Regions from separate parts of the Zea mays genome. Here region 1 is linked to region 2. The links are chromatin contacts, called in public Hi-C maps. All regions are on one chromosome and are shown on one strand. Each heading gives the region's core, a stretch centred on a gene start, on an enhancer-like site or on the middle of the called end of the contact. The rest is flanking DNA. Distances are from core to core; before and after follow the strand shown.

Region 1 (4,471 bases), core at 1,217-3,716, 440 kb after region 2:
AGATGTGGATATACCCGGGATTAATATCGTATCCACATTTGACTTATTGGTATTTGATGTATTCTCGGGGACGCCTGCGAATATGATCCATCGGCCTTAGTCAAAGCATATATTCTGATTGCAGATTCACGTGGTCTGTAATAACTTTCCTCCGATTAATTCACTCTGATGGTGATTTGCCTCACGAAGAGGTTTATCTTAATGATGAAGTTCCTAGCAATGCGCGCAATATCATTGTGCTGGGAATACGGAACAATGAATCTTTCGTTTTGAGAAATGACAGAGATTATTATTAAATGTGGGAGACAAATATGTCGACACCTATCTTGCCTCTCTTTATTGCAAACGGATCCAAAACAAAGTCCTAGGCATGAGTGCTTTAAGCTCTCTTATCGGGTCATTGATAAATGCAATCGAGGCTGAACCAATAATCGCAAAATAAAAGTCACGAGCTTGAAGTTTGGACATTTATGGGCACTATTGAAATAATGTGTGGTGAATGCGATGGTTCAAGTGGTCTTGTGAGAGAAACATTGTTCCGCTATGTAATATATCTAGCAAATGACATGAATTAAAATATGCAGTTAATAGGATTCTGAAGATCCGTCATGAGATCCTATGTGGACTCATATCTTTGAATTATAAACATGCAACATATAAATCTCGTACCAAATAATACATTCCTGACGAATGAACACTCTCTTATGTAGAGAGAATATCTCCTAGATGAGATTATAGCTCCTTGATTGAACCTTTCCAGAAGAAATAAAGTCTGAGTTAAACACCAAAGTTTGATAATCCCTATAAAAGGATAAAGACCCATACAAACCCGAAAAGGAATAAGATGAGGTACCAAAAGACTTGAAGTTCACCGAATAAGCACATGTGCATTCCATGGGTTTTACTCATGGTAATTTCCACTAGATGTGGAATTACGGTATCCTCTAAAGCCCTGATGGCAGAAACCTATAAGGTTTAGGTGTTACTGGCAAAATATCCCCATCGTGCCAGAATGACAGACTATAACGATGTATCTGATCAATGAAAAATCCCTGATGGATTACGATCTTTGATAGACTTTTGTTACACCATCATAGATGTTGCAATGGATGAACGCCTAGAGCGATGTGTCATATTTAGAATATGTACTATTGCAACTATATTATCCCCTAAGTCATATTTAAGGACATGTTATTTGCTTTGCACAACTATGTATAAATTATGGTGTAACATAGAAAATGATAGCACTCCAACCTCATCCATTCTCGTTATTCTAGATGAACAATGAGACATATATCTTGAAGAATATGCTTGAGTTATGAGGGATAACGACTTTGATAGATGTCATCGTCAGGGAGAGCGAATGCTTATATTGATCACAATCGTGAGACAATAAATGTCATATTCTATGCCCTGAAGGCGTGAGCTTGATGATTAATATGTGAACCTTTATGAAAGTTTCTATCAAATATAAAGATCCAGTCGATCGAACATCATCAGTCAAAGTGGCTTATTTATATTGATACGTGCACTTACCTCGTATATCCTAGAAGTGAGTAGAGGTAAAGTTCCTGAAATAGTCCTTGCAAGGATATGCAATCCGTTTGCTAAATCTTTATGTGCATATACTTACAGAAGATGTTTTGCCTTATTGATGCGGTTTTGCAAGTATCAGGGGGAGCACATTTCTAAAGTTAGCCCTTGTAGAAGATTCGATAGAATCTAGATCCCAGAGGATCAAAATCTGTCACGATGACAGCTGTTGTACTCTTTTCCCTTGGTGAGTTTTCTTGAAGTTTCTTACATGAGGTTTTTAACAAGGCAACAAAGTACAAATGCAATTTGTATCACCATGCACTCTTTCTCCACATTTTTTCCACTGGGTTTTTCGGAGTTTTAACGAGGCATGTGATGGTCGCGGTATTCGCCCAAGGGGGAGTGTTAAATAACCCTAGTTAGGATTATGTGGGCAAATACCGAGTTTGCCCCTAAGGGGTCTCACATCTCTATATAAGGAACATGTACACCACTTCATATTACAGAGAAGAGAAAGAGGACAGAGACCCAACACTATACCTTGTGTCTCGTGTGTTTCTATGTCGTGCTTATGGAAAGGGAAACGGGTCTTCTACAACTTCTCGCGTCTAATCTGCTGACGGGAGGAAAGGGAGTGGATCTTGTGATCCGTGGTAACATAGTTCTCATGAGCCGGGGCGTCGCGGAGATGACATCGAGAGAACGAATACAAATGTCTGTTGGATGATGGGCTTCTAAACATACAGATGGACAAAACCAAGAAAAATATCTGTGTGGGCTTTATCTCCAGAGAAAAAGGCCGGAAAACTGGTGAAATTTTGGGCTGCCAAACCAGCCCTAAGAAATGGAACTGATCAGCAGATCTTTTCCTGGTAGGTGATGCACGGAAGGGGGAGGGCCTTGTGGAGGCAAGGCAATGCTACCCTTGTTTCACCGTGACCAAACTCCTGTGTTGTGCTCACATGGACAGCACTATGACAAGGCTAAGGCCATTAAGCCGAGTGGGTCTGTCTGACAGGAATGGTGGCCTGTGGTCACCAAAGGGGCATCAAATATGGCTAGTGGTCTCATGATCTCTTTGCAATCCCTTGGATGTACGATTGCTTGTTTCGAGCTAGAAACAGTAACATATGTAGCAACTCCACACAGTGCAAAACAAAAAAGAAAACAGATGAGCAACTAATGGAAGGATTTTGTTAAGAGAAGCTGATTACGAAGGGCAGGGTCTTTATCTGTTCGGCTACAATTTAGAATTCCCTTGTCCTTTAAGCCTATAGGTGAAGGCTTCATATTGACCATGATATGCACACAAAAAATAAAATCAGAAAATCTCCATGGCTCCACCAATTGCTTAAGATATAATCCGATGTTAGCAATGATCACCCTAGTCTCTAAGATCCAAAGCGATAGGAGTTAACAAGTACGAGCGAATTTCCCAGAACAAAAGAATTGATTTCATCCCGTTTCAGTATTTCACTGCAACGGAAGTGGTAAAAGTAAATAGACCTCTTACCCCTCATTAGTAGGTTTTGATCTAGCTCTTCCTTTGGAACTTAACCTAACTGTAGCAGAAGGCTTGAAGTCTTTACTGCAGTATGTCGCACGACAAGCATATGTTATGTAGCGCACGTGAGCATCTTCCTTTTGTATCTTTTTCAACAACTTCTTAGCCGCCTTACGTCCCCCAGATGAAAGAAAAGCTTGATACATCCTGAAGAGGCATAAATGTAATAAATAACACATAAAGCAAAATCTTACACGGCTCCACGGTAAAAATCATCCATAAATGAACAATTATGCAGAAAATGCTTTATTAATTCTTGGCTTATGTAAAAGAATTCAACCTCAAGGAACTCAGCACGTTGTGTGGAAGACCAGCAGATTCGTATTCTGTCCAGATCTGTTGGGCACGTCGCAAATCCTTTGCTTTTACACATGCGCTGAGAAGAAAGTCAAGGCTTGTCCGAGAAACATTAAGTCCAAGCTCTTTGACAGCATCAAGAAACACCATTCCAAAATCCAAATTTGTGGTCTCCATGTCCCATATTTGGCAAAAAACCTTTAAAACCGTTCAATCAAGTAAGCGAAGCTACAATTATAAACCAAAAGAAGGGAAATATGTTTCGGAACATTTAATACACCCTTTAGAAAAATAATTCAGAGGGATCTGCATTACCAATAAACACAGCAGTACAATTAGATTGTTGACTAAAACATAAAAATGAGTATCACTCATAGTGTCAACATAATTCAAATGGAATCACTTCTCCAAACTAACAGAACAATAAACAAGAGATATCACATCAAACAGTCATGAAATGCTCACCAAATAAAAAAGGGGGTAAAACTGCAGCATATTCCATCGTAAACAAACATATACCGAATAGAATGGGGAACAGAGAAGGGAATGTACTTTCAACACAATGAAAATAAAATGATGAGCAATTCGAAAAGTACAGAACATAGTTCAATACTGATCAATTAAACAACATGAGATCTTCTGTTGACCTCGATATCTATTAAGTGTGAATTAGGCAAAAGAAGATACAGATCAATGCAAAGAAGTGAATTATTGCCTATGTGAACTTGTTTACGGGTATCCTCAATCATTATATACTACACAATAACTCTGCAACAAACTAAAGGTACAAATTACACACTTCCATGAGATCAGGTGTATGTGTCATAGTTGTTAAGGTGGCAAGGCAAGGTAAGGCGACTGACCCCCTTATTACCTTTTAGCGATAAGGCATAAGGTGAGGCTATGCCTTAAATATATATATAAAACTATAAAAATATTGATATTTGAGAAAGTATTTAGGACAAAAATATTAATAAAGAAGAGAAAACGATAAAGAAAAGAAAAAGACTAGCCCAGCCAGACTAGTTAGCCTACAAAGCAGCCCAACTAGCTCATTAAAATTAGGTTAATCCC
Region 2 (4,388 bases), core at 863-3,362:
CCACTGGGACTTCCTGGGAAAATTATAGATAAATATGGATTAAAATAGTGGATTTCATGCAACATTGGACAGTCATAATAATATTATTAATTTGTTACAGCTGGCTGACATAGACAACTGATATTAGTATATTTTAGGCCTCATATTATCTCCCTGGTTAATCTGCGGCAGTTCTCCCCCGCGAGGGATGATTTGGTTTTCCAAGATTGGTGGGCTAATTTGGAGGCCAAGGTCCCTTATGCGCTGCGCAAAGGGATTAACTCCCTTGTGATGTTGGTGGCATGGTGGCTTTGGAAGCAGCGGAATAATTGTGTGTTTGAGGGGGATGCTCCTAGTGGCAACCAGATTATTCAGAATATCAAAGACGACGCTCAGAGGTGGTGTCTCGCGGGTGCCAAAGATCTGGGCACCATCTGGCCTTAGTTTAGGAGCAGTTTTTGGCTGTTTTTTTTTATTTTTATTTTTATTTTTATTTTCTTATATTTTTTTGTTGTTTCTCTGTACTCTGGTCTTCTTTAGACCATTGGTATTTCTTCTATCTTAATATATCTAATGCGCAGTTCTCCTGCGCGTTTTAGAAAAAAAAATATTATCCATAGTAGTCATGAACCAAAGTAGGAATAGAAAAGGAAATGTTAACCTATACAATCTTGTATTAACTATTCCTTGACTTTGTTCAATTACTGCCATAAATATACTCAAAAGGACATCCAGTCATGAGTGTACTGCAGCACAGAAAAAGTGCAAGCAGACTGTCATGCATGGCAGTCGGCTAATCGCCATTTCTCGTTGGCACCTGACTTACTGATAAATGGCTCTAGAGTCTAGACTTCTAGTACTGCAGCAAGTGGTCAAAAAGAACATGCTGACTAGTCAAATGGCACACTGCCCCGGCAGTACGCATGTGGGCATCCTAACTGGATGAGTTTGTGTCTCTCCAAAAACCTTGTTTAGTTCTTACATGAAGGGTTGTAATATTGAATGTTCCTATTAAGCGTGTTAGTACTGAACTATTTGTTTTGGCATGCTTTAAGTAGACTTTTGCTCTCTTCATGCCTTTTATTTGATCGCCACACTGGATGGTTGACACTCAGTGTAAATTAATGTTAGATGCTTATGCATGTTTACCTAACCCTGTCATAGTGTCATTCATGTCACAGCAGTTGACCGAACTGTTAAACTTGTTTATCCTTATCGTTAGCATTTTTTGTTTTGGTTCTGGATAGGTTGAACCTAGGAGGAAAAGTTGTTATGTAATTCTTTAACTAACATTATTTTCTCAAACTTGGGTGAATTCATATACCATCTATCAAGCTCAGGAGAGCAATACCAGATTGAGAAAAAGAAGCAACTGAAAGAGAAGAGCGAAAGCATGTCACTCGGTGATACCTATCATGGGATGATTCTCCCTATCTGTGTTAATTTTTTTTCCGTAAACTTGGTTGCTTTTGAGATCATTTGTTTAACAACTGAGAAATGAGTGCAGGTGCAGCACCATTTCTACACAGTTTACTACATGAAGAAGAATCCTTCTTCCTTCATGATACTGAAAGGAGGTTAACAGCAAACACGTAGCAACTGTGGAACCAGAAGAAGATGCCATAGATGATAAGATTACTGTGACAATGAATCTCCTTACTTAACTCTACATCTTAACAAAGTATGTATGCATGCAGGAAAACAGAAGCAAGCAAGTGATGCAGAAGTTCTGAGGCTAAGAGGAGACATTTCTTACCGTCCCATCTGCTGCTTCTCGCTCTTCGTCTTCTGTCGCCATTGTTCCAGATCAGAATGAGAAGGAGGAGGAAGAAGAAGAAAGTTGGAAAAAGGAAAAAAAGAAAGATGGAGTGGCTTCTCCCTGAAAAAGGCCGGTGGTATCTCGAAAAGCTGGTGGTCTTTATACCGACCTTTCCTCTGCCCCTCTGTGAATATGTTTTTCTATTGCTGAGCAGCGGCTAGGAATGACAGTGCTCTTGACAGAGAATTAGCACTTGCCTAAGTGTAATCGTGATTAAGCGGGAGAAGTTATCCCTGAAATGGCAGATCAATGAACATGGGGACTCAGCATTAGGTGCCAAAATGGCAACTGGTACGTGATGAGGCACATGGTTGTGGTGGCTGGACCATTGTGTCTGCATTCTTGCTTGGATGGGCCCACAGAACCTTTTCTGTGTGACATTATTGGATCGATAATTGATCAGTGAGTACCATTCTTGGATCCTTCATCTTTTTTTTCTTCTCTAAGGTGCGGCTCAAAAGAAAATTCTAGTTTTTGGTGTGAAGATACTATTATCTGCTCTTCCTTTTCTTTTCTTTTGCTTGGCTTCAGATATCAGATAACATGATTGGTCTTCAGAAATTCCTACCGTGTAAGGCTTTAGTCACTTTCAACTATTTATGAAATGGTTGCGCTCATCCTACCTCACGTTGCACTTGGGGCGCAAGGGAGGAATGGATTTGGCCATTTTTTTTTCTGCAGCCTGGAGGAAGTTCACCTGGATCAAATCAAGTGAAAAGCAGGACAGCATGAAAGTAACCTGGCATTTGGTACAATTATTGTGTTATGTCCTGTTAAACTTGGATCCAAGGTTGCTTTCACTTTACAAATAATGGTTTGTTTCAATTTCGTTTACCAACATGCCATGTGTCATTCTTTCCACGCCCTTAGTTAGTCCTGAAACCTAAATGAACTGATTGCTGCGGTTTATGACCAAGACCTCCTAACCCAGTCTACCTTTTCTGTTCAGCCCATTGTTCGAGCGTTCAGAGCTATGGAGCCGAGGCTCTGAAGATCACTGAAGCACAAGGACAGGGAAAAGGCTGTAGAATTGAAGCCCCAGAATGCTGAATCTAGTCAAGTGGCTGCTGGGGGGGGGGGGGGGGGGGACGGTGACCCGCAGCAAGAGAGTTCCACATGTTCGACCGCCCTGGACAAAGGAAAACACCAAGTTGGCCAGCCCAAGGGCCACGCTGGATCCACGTCACGCAGTCCAACTTCTTGCAGCCGGAAAAGAAGTCCAGCCGTCCATCACCTGCTACGGAATTATCAAAACTTGAGGCAGGGAACGCTAAGCTGTGCTTGTGCTGTTATTATCCTAAGCATATAGCTGCGCCGAAAGGAGGGATGTTATGGCGCCATTGGAGGATGACATGTCTGCTTTGCAAATCCTCGTTTCCAGCCGCCCCCGGGGTGGCGCTGTCAAGCTTGACTCAGCATGGTACGTAGATTCTATCATCTCTTGGAAAACCTCCTCTCGGAGATTGATTTTTTTTCCGGGAACTGTTTGCTCTCGCTCCTTGGATTAGAATATGAACCGTCAGTCGGGTCCCACAGGAGCAATAAGCACACAGAGAGTCAATGATTTAATCAACACAAATCCTTTTTTTTCTGACGCCGTAAACCTTCAGCAATTCTGGCTCTCATGTCACCACAAATTCTGACCTGACATCCTGTCCATACACAGTTCCCGTTTTTGTGAATGACATTATTCGACATATCTGATGCTGCAGGAAAGGACGAGAGTAATTCAGAAAAGAAAAGGAGGACATCTCCACTTCTAAAAAAGGCAGAGGAGAGGTGCCCAGTTATCCGTAGATGAAGGCAACAGCTGCGGTGAATACAAGAGCTGATGGCTATCACCAGCACCTGCACCGGCCATGCTAAAGCCATGTTGTCATTTTATGCCGCCAGAGTCATAGCCACCTACGGATTTCCCGACTAATTTCGTCATCAGGTAACATACATGGGGCTGTCAATCCGAGCAATTTCTGCCAGCCCTCTGGAATATTTGAGGCCGGTGTGCGCCGGACCCGGACAGACAAAAAAAAAGAAGGAGAAATACCAAAGCCATACCATACGCCACACAAACAAACTAGTCTAGTAGTATTGTTTGAGATGAGGAGAGCATCTTTCTTGGACCAACATTGCCAGCTCCATCTGGATGCTTGGACGGACGCATTTTCCTATCCAGCGTGTCACCTCGTGCTGATGAGGCGCGTACGTACCTCGGAGGCCAGAGCGAGACCACACGTGAAATACGGTAACACCTCTTCTTCTTTTTATTGTGGAGTGGAATTAAATGCAGGAATTTCGTGAGGATGGAATTCGACTGGTGTACGGCCGGCCGCTAGAACCTTTTTCCGATTGTTCTTATGTTCTACAGAGAGCTCCATTTTGCGCCTCGTGAAATTCTTGCCGAAAATATGTGTAAACCTGTGGTTTGCAGGTAGTACGTCTTGACAGCAGCTGCTGCTGCTACGGCTTCTGCACAGTTGTCAGGATGTGGAGGAGCAGCGAGGCTTGCAGACAGTGGTGCTGCCGTGCACGCGTCTAAGACTCGTAGCTCCTTCCGCCCTCCCAGCTGGATGTGCTGCCAGTCCGATGATGG

What was found. Hi-C and Micro-C count contacts between places; a contact is called where the count stands out from the background.
Region 1: a Hi-C map of ear shows a contact between it and region 2, with 2.0 times the contacts expected there. The contact joins the enhancer-like site here to the promoter of LOC103626570 in region 2. A contact is called at or near these places in 2 of 25 Hi-C or Micro-C datasets (ear and tassel).

Annotation. Positions count from the first base shown.
Region 1 is chr5:77,140,040-77,144,510 of Zm-B73-REFERENCE-NAM-5.0, forward strand. It overlaps LOC103626578 (pentatricopeptide repeat-containing protein At4g04790, mitochondrial), which reads right to left. Exons shown (of 16, transcript XM_020538417.2): 15 at 3,381-3,595; 16 at 2,853-3,247. The coding sequence ends at 3,046. Among protein-coding and RNA genes, the nearest start is that of LOC103626578, 37 kb to the right of the region's middle. Within about 2 kb of position 2,467, at least 10 of the 20 cell types and tissues checked have an H3K27ac peak or open chromatin away from gene starts, as enhancers often do. A contact at or near this core is called in ear, where this site is marked.
Region 2 is chr5:76,703,321-76,707,708 of Zm-B73-REFERENCE-NAM-5.0, forward strand. It overlaps LOC103626570 (microtubule-associated protein futsch), which reads right to left and starts at 2,113. Exons shown (of 7, transcript XM_008646986.3): 1 at 1,736-2,113; 2 at 1-13. The coding sequence starts at 1,777. It overlaps LOC125446251, which reads left to right and starts at 3,049. Exons shown (of 3, transcript NM_001407524.1): 1 at 3,049-3,218; 2 at 3,511-4,040. The coding sequence starts at 3,896.